2 separate regions of the Mus musculus genome follow, and region 2 is linked to region 1. The links are chromatin contacts, called in public Hi-C maps. All regions are on one chromosome and are shown on one strand. Each heading gives the region's core, a stretch centred on a gene start, on an enhancer-like site or on the middle of the called end of the contact. The rest is flanking DNA. Distances are from core to core; before and after follow the strand shown. Region 1 has its middle 71 kb from the start of Gm31894. Region 2 overlaps Exoc4 (exocyst complex component 4).

The links. A called contact is a pair of places that touch in the nucleus more often than the background predicts.
Region 2: a contact with region 1 is called in a Hi-C map of cortical neurons, with 4 times the contacts expected there. The contact joins two enhancer-like sites. A contact is called at or near these places in 1 of 15 datasets of contacts at CTCF or cohesin (large pre-B cells) and 8 of 484 Hi-C or Micro-C datasets (the N1E-115 cell line, cerebellum, cerebral cortex and 3 more).

The regions. Positions count from the first base shown.
Region 1 is chr6:31,943,758-31,951,095 of GRCm38.p6, forward strand. No RefSeq gene overlaps it. Among named protein-coding and RNA genes, the nearest start is that of Gm31894, 71 kb to the right of the region's middle. Within about 2 kb of position 4,569, at least 18 of the 459 cell types and tissues checked have an H3K27ac peak or open chromatin away from gene starts, as enhancers often do. A contact at or near this core is called in cortical neurons, where this site is marked.
Region 2 is chr6:33,403,003-33,410,340 of GRCm38.p6, forward strand. The region is part of intron 7 of Exoc4 (exocyst complex component 4); the gene reads left to right. Among named protein-coding and RNA genes, the nearest start is that of Gm38785, 36 kb to the right of the region's middle. Within about 2 kb of position 2,764, at least 9 of the 459 cell types and tissues checked have an H3K27ac peak or open chromatin away from gene starts, as enhancers often do. A contact at or near this core is called in cortical neurons, where this site is marked.

The DNA.
Region 1 (7,338 bases), core at 3,319-5,818:
TTAATTCGATTATCTCCAGTTGGATCCATTTCCCTGCAAATGACATGACATCATTCATCTTTATGTTTAAAAAGATTCCATGGTGTAGAGAAATTGTGTTGTTTTTAATCCATTCCTCCTGTGGTACTCCTTTTTCAAATCAAAGTCTTTCCCCTATAACAGCCTTTTCCTGTCTCAACTTTAACCAACAGGAGACTCACAGGGGTATGGATAAAATGTATCTTCTGACTCCCTTGCCATGGGGTGGAGCTTGAGCGTGTGAGCTCATGGATGGCCAATCTGAGCAGGGGGTGGATCATATCCTGCAGAGATCCGGAGGACGCTGCCCCTGGGGAGTGCTGTTCTTAGAACAGATCATTCATTCTTGGAAGGCAAGAGCTATGAGGGCAAGGCCAGCTCAGGGTTGAGGGAGGCAGGCAGGCAGGTGTGGAAGGGGCACCTGTACTGACCTCAACAGAGTGACCAGGAACATACATCTTTCCAAATCCCATCCCTTGCTCAAAACTCCAACTTCTTCATTCATTTGGTGACTCATTGACATCATCCAGATATGAATGCAGCAATATCCTTTACCCTCCCTGCTTTCTTTAATGTAGGACTTCCTGGGAGGGAGTCAGATTCTCACGTGGGGAATCTGAGACGACTCACAGGAAAGACTGAGGTGATGTACCAGGCTTCATACCGGGCAGTATAGCATCCTCTAACTCCGTGAGACACTTACTATTCGGATGCTATGGAATACTCACCATTCTATGAGGAAGCCTATGAGTCACATCAGAGGCTTCATGCGGGTGTCTGACCAATAGCCCCCAGTGAGGCCAGGTGCTGGACGGAACAGGTGACATCAGTCTTCAGTTACTGAGCCCTTTTCCCTCAGCCTGTATGCCATTCTTGCAGCTGAGGCCAGGATTCTCGTGGAGCAGAGACCAATCGCTCTTGTCACCCTTCTGGAACTCCTCAACTATGAGCCTAATATAGCAACCGTGGCACAGAACAACTGTGAGCAGAATGGACCCCAGCATGGGGGATCCTGAGACGGCATGGTTGCAAAGCTTGGTGGGATTTTTTGACAGTAAGGATAAGATGTCAACTGGTAGATCACATGCTATATAAGCTGCTAAGAGCAGTTTAAGGTAAAAGGTTTATTTTGACTTACCGTTAATGAGGGCAAGAGTCTGTCATGGCGGGGAAGCTATGGCAACAGTCATTACACAGGAAGCTAACTTATCACATTTTCATCCACTCACAGGAAGCACACGGTGGTGGGAGGGTATCGGGCCAACCTACGTCAGTGTCATATTTCTTATAGCAAGTTTCCACCTTCTAAAGGTTCCACAGACCCAAACAGCACCACTAACTAACTGGGGACCTAGTATTCAAGTACTTGAGCCAATGGTGGCCGTTTTTAATTCGACCCTTCACACACACACACACACACACACACACACATGCACACACACACACACACACACACACACACACACACACACACGCGCGCACACACACACACACACACACACACGCACCTCACTCTGTGTAAGGAGCTTTTCTGTGCTGCTGACCCTCTTCACAGTTCTAATTTTACAGTTGGAAAAATCTCATTCTCAGATCATCCCGTGGAGACTTATGGAGGTAAGGTACCAACCCAAGGTTGTAGGGGGCTAAAGCAGTGCTGGGGTGACCCTTGGCCTGCCCCCAAATTCAAGCACTTCTATGAAAGCTGGGCTGCCTCAGCCCCACCTGGCCTTGCCTGGCCTCACTCAGGCCTTGGCAAATAAAACGTCACTTACCACCTGGCTCCAGGCCACGGATGGCTGGCGACATCCCCTCCGCATGGATGGTTTGCTTTGTGCTTTTAGTACCCATCATGTGAGAAGAAAAATCTCGAACGTTGTTTAATAAACAGAGTTGGGGGAAAGGAGTGGGGATGGCAGGTGTTATTTATCAGATGTGGGGAAGTTCAGCAGGAAACATCAATTCCAAGTGACTGTTCCAGGGGAGGCCGAGGGAAAGTGTGGGAGCTTACACGGGGCTTAGGAAGCTACAGGTAGTGAGCACACATGGGGACTTAGATCCCATTCAGTGGCAGAGGTTGTTTGGTTTGGTTTCATCTTCTCTAGGAACTCCAGAAGCTGCATGGTCTGGCATGGACACACACATACCATCAGGATTTCTGGGCAAAGTGACAGAAGAGGACCTCTGGCAAACTCTGCAAGAAGTGTTTCTACCCTGTTTAACCTCCCAGTCTTGAGTATACATAAGCCCTCGTCCTGGGACACATCTGAACCCTATGTCCATGATGTGAACCCATCTTTCCCCTAGCACGGGATTCTACACCCAGTTGGTTCCAGATGGCACCAGAGACACGGTTATGAGGGGCAGATACTGTGTGAGGTCCTCAGGGGCTGTGTTGGGGACCAGAACCCCCATTGCTGAAGTACATCTATCATATTCCTGGTGGGGGATGCTACCAAATCAGTCACTCTGTCCCTGCGTTGCTAGAGACCTCACTAGGGTACTCTCTCACTTCTGGGTTTCTCATGAGAAGGGAAGCCTTGAACTTAGATCTACTTGCTACCAACATTTGACATACAGTGACAATCAGTTTTAGGTGTTGATTGTCCAGGCTTTGTTAGTAAATGCTAACCCAGTGATGGTATTCTATAGTTATTTGGCTACTCAGTAATTAATTAAGTATTAAACAAGGGTTACTCTCATTCCTATAGTGGGAAGTGAGGATGCCATCTATCAGTTGACAGCCGTATGAATACAACCAGGATTTTCTGGAAAATAAGTATTTCTCAAAACATCCCTTTCTGCCTGAATTTCCAGCCTGCTTTACAGAGTTTACACGTGCTAGTCCTATAAACCTGAGCCAGTTCTAAAAGCACACATGTGTGTACACGGGCACACCCTCACCCTGTTGATTGTACTTCTCTGAGAACCGGGATGAACCTGTTGAAACCATGACTATGACATGGTTATCCCCCATGACAGTGCCTTGGCTGGGTTCCAAGTGTGGTGACAGTGACAGTGGAGATGGGCAATGAGGTCAGCCTGAGAACACACACATTTTCTGAGCCCATGTCATCTGGACATGCTAGGTTGGGTGGACTAAGTAGGGAGTGGTCTGATGGAATGGATCCAAGGCTGAGGGTCAAAGACCGAAGTTCAGGCCCTGGTGATGCCTTCCCTCTACTCGTCTGTAAAATGGGAGGCATTCTGAGAACCATAAGCATAATCGATTAAGACCGGAAATTTAGAGCATTTGGGAAGTAGTGGCCACACTTCATTTGATGTCTAAGAGTTTTTAAAATATAGATTAATCTTTTGAACTATGCCTCTGGAGCAGTTGTAAGTTTCTCTCCAAAAGAATTTTGGAGAAAATGTGCCCAGTGGGTGGAGAGAGGCGTGACTTTCTTTTCACCCAGTGATGCTGTAGTACAGCCAAACAGAAAGACAGAGACCTCGAGGATCTTTGTCAGAACCAGTTAAAAATGCTACCTATTCAAAGGAAGTCTGCCAGAGACTCTGATATGTGGGTGATGAATTTGTCATTAGGCAGCTATGGGCAAGCAGAAAATCACAGAGCCAGTCTGATTGTGGGGAGCTGAAGGGGTGGATAATCTCATAAGTGGGAATGCTTATATGATGCTTACATGGGTAAACAGTGGACTCAGAGCGCCCTGTGCCCTCATTCCATATGCTGCCTGTAGGGTCCTTGGGTCCTTGGGTCCTGTCTTTTAGGCTGCCCTAAGAGCTTGTATGGCCAAAGCCCAGCATGTCCTGTCTGTTGCTGCATACTGTTTAATGAACAGGTCAATGGAATCTCAGGGACAGTCTGTCCACAGGTCACCATATACAGTGGTCACATGGCTGTGTGTACTACATCAGCGGCTCCTTGAGAACCTGGTGGAGGAAAGAGATTGATGTAAAATAAGAGGAAAGGAGAAAAAGGAACCAGAGGGGGAAAGTAGGCCTCCATTAAATAAAGAAATTCATAAAGGAATGTCTATCCTCCACGCGTGAGCAATTTCTGCTTGAGGAGATGGGACACACACTGAATTAGCCGTTCACTCTGTCAAAATATGAGGAACTTCATTCTGTGCCGTCCGCAACTGAAGAGTCAACAGCAGGCCTGCCTGTGTGTCCCAAGAGGTGGCTCTGAGGAGCAAGCCTGTGGGTGCAAGGACAGGGGAGCCCAAGTCTGCCCTGGATGGGGTGCAGTGTGGTTGGGTGAATGAAGGCTAACTCTGGAGTGGTAGAGGCTGCAATTGTCTCCAGAGTGGGGGGTGACTGTGTTCTGAGCTCAGAACACCCTGACAGACAAACCGAGAGGAGGGAGTGCCCCAGGATCCAACTGAGATTGACACCTCAGATCCTGCCCATCTCAAGCTGTCAAGGCCTCCTTCCTTAGAGCACATTGGGCCGGCACAGTCTTGCATTAATTTAGAGCTAATTGTCAGGTAATGAATTCGATTTGGCTCGGTGTCCTGAAATCCCTTCTGCTCCCAGCTGAACACCAGTAAATCATTTGCATCACAAATCTCCTCTTCCCTGGATGCTCAGCACACCCAAGCTGTCCTGCAGTCCCTTCCTGCCTCCTGAAGCTCCCCACTCTGGAAAAATCACTGTACTTCCTCCTTTGAGTTTCAAAGCTGAAATGCATGCAAGACAACTGACTTTGGGGAAGTGTGTTTCTGAAAAGTCTGGAACAATGGACCTCTCAAGGTGCAGTCTCCTGAGCAGCAGGCATTCTGGAAGCCATTGAGATGTGCACATACACTGAACTGAATCAGAAACCTGGGGCAGGACCAGGCATTCCACGTTTGAACCAGCTCTCGGGTGCCCTGACACAGAGCCAAGCACTGGAACTCTTGGTTTGTGTAGTGGTTTAAATGACAACACCCCTCTCAGGCTCACATATTTTGATAGTTGGTGCTGGTGATATTTGAGGGAGTTAGTCGGTGGTGTGGCCTTGCTAAGGGAGAGCTTCAGGGCTGGCCAGCTTCAGGGATCTATAGCCTTGGTCCATTTCCGGTTTGCTCCCTGCTCTGTGGTTGATCGCACAGCTTCCTGCTCCAGTTGCCACATCGGCTGCTTGCTACCATGGCTCCCTGTCAGGATAGACTCATCTCCCTCTGGAACCATAAGTGCAAATAAACACTTCCTTCTGTCAGTTGCTCTTGGCCATGGAACTTTACCACTAGAACAGAAAAGTAACTGATGTGTGCTGGCTAGAACCATTCAGCCTGGAGCAGACTTGCATGGATTTAAAGCTAATGTTGAATTGTTAAGAACAGATTCAACAGAACTTCCTTCAGCTCGGTATTTCTTCTCAGTGTAAAGCCAGCTTCCCTCAGAAGTTTCTGGATATTTATTAAAACTTCTGACTTAATTATTCTTCTATTTCCATGTTAGCTAGAATCAGGTTCAGGCAAGTGCGAGAAACTTAATATAAAAATGGACAAAAAAAAATCTATAAATGGTTTAAGCAAGACATGTTCTCATATTTGTAGTGTAGAGTGAGTGTGGAAGGTCTGAAATTAGTGTTGTGGATGGAATGCAGAAAAGGGACTTTGGTGGGGCTAGGGGGCATGATGGTTGGTTTCAATCATTCTGATTATCTAAATTGATGTGGGAAGACCCACCCTCCAAATGTGGGTGGCGCCCTAGTTCTGATACTAGTGAAGATAAGTCAACTTGGTCAAGCAAGCAGAAGACAGGGCAAGATTATTTGTCGTTTGCTTGCTTGGCCAAGTTGATTTATCTTCACTGGCATCAGAACCGCTGTTCCCAGGCACCAGCACTGACGAAGGACTACTGGTTCTCCAGGAGTCCTCCAGGTTTTCAGTGCCTCAGAGGGACTGCTGAAGTGCCTAGCTTCATGGACAGAGCACCTATCGGCCTCTCAGCCTCTTCAGTATGAGGCAGCCACTGGGTATTAAAATAATTTATTAAATCAGATTATGTTGAAATAGAAGCAGTGGCTGTCTCACATCTGAGAGGCTGAGACCTAGAAGTTACAAAGTCCTTGATGCTGGGTGCTAAGCACCGGGACTACTCTTTTAACACACACACACACACACACACACACACACACACACACACACACACACAGAGAGAGAGAGAGAGAGAGAGAGAGAGAGAGAGAGAGAGAGAGAGAGAGAGAGAGAGAGAGACTGACTACTATGGGACAGAAGAGAAGAGGGAGAGCACAAAGGGCAGGAAAGCATGATTTTCTTTGTCACAATCACTTTCCCTAGGAGGTCCAGACTCTGTCAGCCCCATGTAGCAAGCTGGGGTGTCCCTGACCCCACTAACTCAGGACACTTTGCTTCGGTGGTGGTCGGCTGTGACCTCCTCACTTGTGAATTCCCATTGTCTGGAACTCACTAGGTACTTGTGAAGTTAAATTTAATCAATTACCTTACAATTATCTCATATGTAATTTGTCAATCATAGACCAGGTTCTGGGAGGATGGATACTGGTGCTGTGTAAGGAGGTTCTCATCTTCTCCGAGAGCGAGAGTGAGAGAGAGAGAGAGAGAGAGAGAGAGAGAGAGAGAGAGAGAGGGAGGGAGAGAGAGAGAATGCACATTGGCTTGTAGAATAAGCCCTCTGAGATAAATGACTCAGCCCAGACCACTGGCATCTGTATTTTTAGGGGCAACTCCCAGCATCTGGAGCTGGTAGACAGTAGTGTGGGATGCTGTTTGGATTTGGTTAGGGGTGAGAAAACAGGCAAGGGAAGACAGAGTAGTAGGAGCAGGGACAATAATCCAACAATCTGCTGGGAGTTACAGGGGTGAGAGGAGAAGGGAGTTACACTATAAGAACGGAATGGTGTATAACCAGGCAGGCATTTTGACGCTTTAAGAAATGGGAGCCTTCTCCATGCAGGAGTTAACAAGGTGTGCCTATGTCAGGAGCAGAGATGTGAGTCCTGGAAATGGGGAAGACACTGGCAGGAGAGACAACTTCCCCACTGCCTTTCTCCATATGTGTCTAACCTCTTCAAGTGCTTAGCAGCACGCACTATGCCCATATGTGAGCCATAGGGATTTATTGGCTCACTCTCCCATTTTCTTGCAACCATTTTGCTGGTACCTACTGTGTCCCAGTTAGTGATAGGGCAAAGATTGTAGAAAGGGCACAATCAGAGATTCCTGGCCCCAGAGGTCTCTGCTATGGAGGACATGAACCTACAAAGCCAACCTTATATTTGTGCATCACCACATTAAAAATTGTTCTGTTATACACTAGTTTATGATCTCTGGTCCTCAACGCTCATACTGAAGGGGCTAACGGGTGAGCAAGGAAGAGGGTTCTGCAGGG
Region 2 (7,338 bases), core at 1,514-4,013, 1.5 Mb after region 1:
GACAAACCAACAACAAAAACAACAAAAAACCCCCAAAAAACCTCTCAACTAATGATCTGAAAGAAAGACAGGTTAATCCAAGCCTGTTCTTTACTAGTATTTGTTCCTAATCACCCCATGGACACAGTAATCTATCTTTTCAGCCTTTCCCCCTCATTCTCTCTTCCAGAGTAACATATGTGTAAATTAACTGTAGCACAGTGCAAGTATCACCCTGTGTGGGAGAAGTGGTCTTTGAACCACATTTGTATGTTAAGTGGAGGTTCGTGCTAGAACGATATATTATAGACTGGATGTTCAGTGAAGTTAAGATTTCACTGTGTAGAAGCTGTGCTAGAAATTTGGAGCCTTGGCGTACAATGAACATATATTTCAGTTACTTTTTATGAAGATTTATGAGATATGGAAAGAAATAGGCATTCCAGTTTCTTTAGTTAAAATTCATTTTGAAGGTATGTAGAGTTCCCAATTTTTTAGGTGACTTTTAACTAGTCAGTAATACTGATATCAAAGTAACAGTCTTTAAAGTTCCCTAAATTCTGGTTATACTTTTTCCAAATTTGTGGGATGCATCCAAAAGAGGATCATAAATCTATTTATATTATAATTGTATTCTTAATCTATTCCATTCATGTTGTATGTGGGTTGACTGTGGGTTGACTGTGGGAGAATATAAAAGAATTATTTGCTTTTCTTATTGTGTGAAATGGGGCATCGTTGTACAGACAGCATGGTGTTATAATGAAAACAAATTCCCATGGGCTTTTATATAGATTTACATTCAAATTCTGCCCGTGTATTTACTTGTTTAAGTCTTAGATCTTTATCAAGGTGCAGTCCCCTATTTGTACAATGTGAGTAACAATTATTTCTACTTTTTGGCAGATTTGGTGAGATGATATATGGGACACATAGTGGATATTTAGTAGTTGGTAGTGAACTGTGAGGTCTAAGGCTCATTTGATTTCATATATATATATATATACATAAATATATATGTTTATATATGTGTATATATTTATATTTGTTTTGAAGAGTATATAACTGGTTATATGGTTGACAAGTTAACTCTTAAATGTGAATAGTCAGAACATTTAAACTTTATATTATATGTTTATTTGTAGCTGCCGTAAATCTCCTTGTTAAGTGATTTCTGTGCTCTTCTGGTTTCTGCTAATGACACTACTATAGCTTACATTATCCAAATTGGAACCCTTGACACAATGTTTCTTCTCATCTATTTGTAATTCTTCTGTCTAGTGGTTGTTCGTATGCAAAACTTATATTGCATAAAATATTGTGCTGTTTTAAAGCAGACAGTTTAGGAAATACATAGAACCAAACAGTAGATTATATAGTTATTCTGATCACTCTGATTTTGTAATTAGTTGTCCTTTGTTTTCATGACTTTAACATGATCATAATTTACAATCATTTTTCTTACTTAATTTCTATTTTCTAGTGGTGTTATAATGGGCAAATTTATACAGACATTTTCCCCCATCCCTGTTGGTGTAGTGACGATAGAATTCCTTAGAATATCATTAGTGTCAGGCTGTGAGTGTAAGCCAGTAGACACCCCTGTAGTGCTGTGTCTGAGACTGTAGTATATTCAGCACATGCTTATTTTCTAACTCAGGTCCATATCTCTCTTTTATTTTCCATGGAGCCTTATGAGTCCTTGTTCCTTACTTTGGGTTTGGACATGTGCCTTTCCATGACCAATGACATGTTAACAGATTTGCTGCAGCAGAAGCTAGAAGTGTGTTTATGCTATGGCCTTGTGCTTTGTACTTCTATCAGTTGTCCTGAGTGAGCATGCTCGTAAATAGTTGCTAATTGATGGAGATGAGTGACCAGTGCTGGAGCTGACCTGTAGCTTTTTACCAAGTACAGCTGAGCCTGCCCTGCAGCTGAATTCTAGACAACCAGATTGTTGTTGTATTCTGCCCAGCATAGGGTAGTTTATACTCACTAATGTTGTGGCTGTAGCTAAGGGATACAGGATGATGGTGGTGTAAAGGTTGTTCCCTGGGTCCTGATTTTGGAGCATTGTCTTTCCATGTAAAATCAAGGTCTTTACTGTTTCAAAGCACCAATGCATCACAAAACCAGCATCAAAATAGGCCCTATTGAGAACGGAAATCTCTCACAAGGGATGAGAACAGTACAGATTTGGAAGAGGGTTTTGGTCTTCATTAGCTGATTCCCCAAGCCTGTCACTGGCAATTGTTATAGGAGATTATGGTAGTGCTTCCCTCCCCCTTGGATAAAATAGTTATATTTTCTTAGTGGTAACAAGGGAAGTGAATCCACACAGCCTCAATTATGAAAAGAGCCTATTAAAATTCCATTTTGTTTTTTTTAGAAGTAAACATATAAAGGAAGCTGGAGGAGGCCAAGCACCTTTTTAAAAATAATGATTGTCTTGGGCTAATTCTTTCACTGTGCCTTCAGCATCATTAGCTGCCAATCCTACTGTGTGGTCTCATTCGCAATCAAAACTGATTGGAAAGGAAAGGCCAGGGTGCCAGAGACTTCCCTAAAGCAAAGAACTCAGAAACCTGGCCATCGCTTAAACTGCTTACCCTCAGCAGTACTTCCATTTACTTTTCTTTCAGCTGGGGTGGGGTATTGTTCAGCGGGTATTGTAATACATATTTCAGAAGAGAATACTGGAAAAAGAAAAGGATACTTTGTGCAAGCTCGGCCTGTTCTCAGCATATCTCTTTCTTGCCCATTTCCTTGTGATCTTTCCCTTTGCTCTGAGCTCCCCCCTCTGGCATTCATGGTATATTTCCTCTTCTGTAATTGCAAATTGCAAAGCTTCCCTCCCAAATCATTTTGCAAATGCTTTAGATTGTACAATGACTGCAGGGGCAGTTTGCTAGAGAGGGAGGCAGAGGAACAACCTGCAACATTTACTTAGAGTCACTACAGAATAAAATAAACAAAACAAAACAAAACACTTCAAACCAAAAACAAAACAAAACAAAACAGAAAAACAATGTACCATTGATGTTGCTTCAAAGATCCAGCTTGTTAGAACCATTTTCCTTCCCTCCTGTGCCAGGTCTCTTGTGAGATCATGGACAGATCCATCTGGCTCTTTGCCATTGCAGTCAATCTTTATCATTATCCTGATATGTCATGCTGTCTTTCTCTCTGTCTCTCACTGTCTCACTGTCTCTGTTTGCGTGAGACTTATTTTGAGTAAATTCCTATGTTGTATTTTCTTTAAAAGATGATTGGTAATGCCCAGTTCTTTTCAATTAAAATACTGTTTTAGATTCACATTTTCAGCTTATCTCAGATTTCCACAAGAGAGAATTTTATCTTTTAAGCATAAACATTAGAACACAAGTTCTGATGGAAAATTGTATCATGTGCATTTATCTTGTTCAGTCTTTTTGTTGCAATATACCGAGAACCTTCAGATTTTTCTATTTTATTATATATTATTTTATTTAACTTTTTTTCCCCGCACAATATATTCTTTTTCGTTTGCTTATGTTTTGAGTCAGGGTTTTCCTCTGTGGCCCTGGCTCTTCTGGACCTAACTCTGTAGATCTGGCTGGTCTGTAAATCAGAATGATCTACCTGTCTCTGCATCTGAGGGATTAAAGGCATGTGCCATCACTGCCTGGACATACAATAAATTCAGATTTCTTCTCCCTCAGATTTTGCCCACTGTCTTTCCATCCAAATGTACAACTTCTTTCTTTCTGTTTAGAAAAAAAAAAGGCAAAATATGAAAAGGCAATCAAACTAAAATAAAAAACAAACACAGAAATACAAAACCCAGAAACCAAGAGAGATGCAGACACACATGCACACACATTTGCGCAGCACACACAAACACCATGAAAACATCCAGAAACCTTAGTCATTGATGGGCACCGTCTTGAACTTGGTAGTGATGCTTCTGCTGAGCTTTCCCATATTTCCCTTTGTGAGTGATGTATAGTAGGCCCAAGGCTCCTTTCAGCTACAGAGAGGCATGCATAATTTCAGAACTAACCCCCCAGGCTTCTATTTTTTTAATCTGACTTTTTCTGCTTTTCATGCCATCTGTCTTCTTTCCCCCTCCTATGCGGTTTGGTTGTAGATCATCCTATTTAGCTACTTATATTTGTCTCATAGGAGCTTTTTATGTTTTTAAGTTGCTCAACTACTGTGAGGTAAATTGCAAAGAGAGAGAACCAAGATGGTTCTCATCCAATGAATATGCGAACAGAAAACATTCTATAGTATCAAGTGTGTGAGTCACTATCCATGGACTGTGTAGCATATATAAATTTGCTCATGAGATGTTTTTTTGATTCCAGTTATTCTGAATGGTCAGGCTGCTAGCAGGAGTACTCATTGTAAACCCTTTCTTGTTAAGTTCTACTGTCTAGTCCTTTCTGCCTCTATTGAATCAGTTAAGTCTTATGTACTCTGTGGATATCCATTTCCGTGAACAGTACTCCATTATTTTATTAATTTTCAGAACTATCAAGGTTAAATATATAGATACTGTTGTTTCTTTGTAATACGATCTTAATTTTGTTGAATGGGTAAATAAATGAGCGTGGTTAGTATTTTGCCTGTTGCTCTGGTAAAATACTCTTAACAAAACCAAATTAAGGGGAAAGGGCTTATTTTGGCCCACAGTTTGAGGATACCCAGTCTGTCCTGACAGTGGGAGCTTGAAACACCTGTTCATAATTGCATCTTTGTAAAGGAAAACAAGGGAGATGAATACTGGTACTCAGCTTATTTTCTTCTTTCTATTCATTTTGGGACTCTGGCACATGGAATGGTACCATCCATAGTTAGGGTTCGTATTCTCTCTCTCTCTCTCTCTCTCTCTCTCTCTCTCTCTCTCTCTCTCTCTCTCTCTGTTTTTCGAGACAGGCTTTCTCTGTATAGCCCTGGCTGTCCTTGAACTCACTCTCTAGACCAGGCTGGCCTCGAACTCAGAAATCCACCTGCCTCTGCCTCCCGAGTGCTGGGATTAAAGGCGTGCGCCACCACGCCGAGCTAGGGTTGGTATTCTCAGGTGACCTAGTCTAGAAAATCCTTCACAAGCAGTTCAAAGCTTTTTTCTTGACTGACTCTACATCGGATGACGTTGACAGGCTGGACTGTCACAGTGAGCAGTGATGCTTTTGACACTGAAGCAGGTACTCCAACCCTTCTGTAGTTAGATATCTGATTAGAATATTTTTACATTTCATTATTTCTTGTTGATTTTTCACTACCCATTTTTGAGATCATAGAATTACTCTAGGGAAATGATTTGAGATTGTTGCTCGTATGTCACTCAATGTTTTTATTCTCACTTTTGAGGCAGGGAGTCTCTACAGAGTATAGTCTGCCTATGTTCAGACTTTTTTTTGCCACCTCAGCCGACCACCCCGATATTGAAATTATAGGTATATACTACTATAGTAGGTGTCTTGGTTGTTTTTAAAAGATGTTTGTGCCTCCTCTTCAGCATTTATAGAAATTGACTCTAGTCAATTTCTATACCCAGTCAAACTCACGATGCCTTAGACCTGCACTATCCACACTTACGGTTTTAGCTGACATGTCTGTACTCAACCATCTATCCACCTGAGCTCTGCCTTCTAAGACAAGATCCTGGAATATGATTCAAGATGTCTTTTCCAGGCCAGAGCTGTTGTTATTGATACAAATGATGTTATATGTGTCATCTCCCTTTCCTGTATAAGAATCAGAAACTTTTGGTATAACTTGATTGGTATATAGTATTAATGCATATTATGTGGAATGCACTGTTCAAAAGAAATGGAATCCCCTTACTTATACTTACTAATTTGTCATGTACGAAATTCCACATTTAGTTCTTTCAGCTTATGTTTTTAATTATTTCAGATCTGCTATGGTCTTTCCCTGCTCGCTTAATGCTAACCCCTGATAGACTATACCACAATATAACCTTTTTATATTTATGCTACTTATAAACTGAGGACGAATTATTGATAAATACATTAGAGTGTTTTAACTGAATGGATTATTTTAAAATGTGAGACACTTATTAGATCAAATAGTGATCATGGTAAAGATGCTTTTTAGAGTTTCTGCCTATATATTTAACTTTGCATGTTCTCTAAATAGTAGTTTATTTTTAAACAAAATACTGAAAATAGTTGTCCAAATTTACATTTTACATTGTACCTTTTTTGGTCTTTTAAACAAATATTTCAATTTATATGTAGTATATTTATTACATATTATGTATAAATATAAACATATTTATTTATATTATATCATATATTTTCTTTGTTACCCATGCCTTTATGTGTTTTTATTCTAATTATGATTTATCTTTTAAATTATTTACCAGATGTTTAAGTACTTTGCCCTTTGCCATTATGTTTTTTATGAAAGAACAAATAAACTATAAATTCTTTTGCTCACTTTTCTGCAGAGGAGATTCTTAGTGCCATTCCCATTTCAGCTCACTATGTTTACCCATGTTCTCTCTCGGGTCATGCATTGCCTGGTCTGTCCTCTTCTGAAGAGGGTCAGAAGCACGCCTGTAGTCTCATGGAGTTCACAGTCTGGGTAGAAGTGTCAACGATTTCACTACTAAAAATCTAAAATTTGCCTTGTTTAATTTTCCCAAGTTAAGACTGATAGGTTCTTTCTTCTTTCTTTCTTCCCCCACCCCGCTGCCACTCAGATTTTCTGTTTTCCCTTTTCTTGTGATATTTCCATAATGAGTTTAAATGAGTCCACAAGTGTGTGAGTTGAATTCCCTTGAGAGGCTCAGCTTCCTATCAGCCAGGCCTCTGATTGGTGTGAGTTTAGTTTTGTCAAGTGTTCCACATCTGCTTTTTGTCAGTCGCTATTTTTGCAAAGTCTTCATTCTCTCTAATTATACAAATATGTCTTCTTCATTTTTCTTGTCAAAGACAAATTAAAAAGAATTAGTTTCTGAGCTAGTTTAGTCTTCATTAATTCTGTGCCCTACTCTGTTTTTAGCAGCGTTTTTCTTTTCCTAGTCTTTCCCCCACTCCTTGATAATTTTAAAAGCTTGTCTCCTCATGTCTGCTCTACTTGAGTAGCATGAATTAATTTGCTACCTCTGACTCCTTTTTTTCTAAGTTTTAGCCGAGCAGAAGATACATTTTTACTTTTCTCCATATTTAGTTCAGATCTGTCTTTGTAATGTCTAAGAGTCATTTGTGAAACTACATTAGGTGTTTCTTGTTCATTATCATTTGCCCCAAGAGGAATTTAATTCTGCATGTGTTAATTATTTAATTATCCTAATGATGTCTCACATGGTACTCCTGGTCTCTTGCACAGTGATGGAATCAGTCC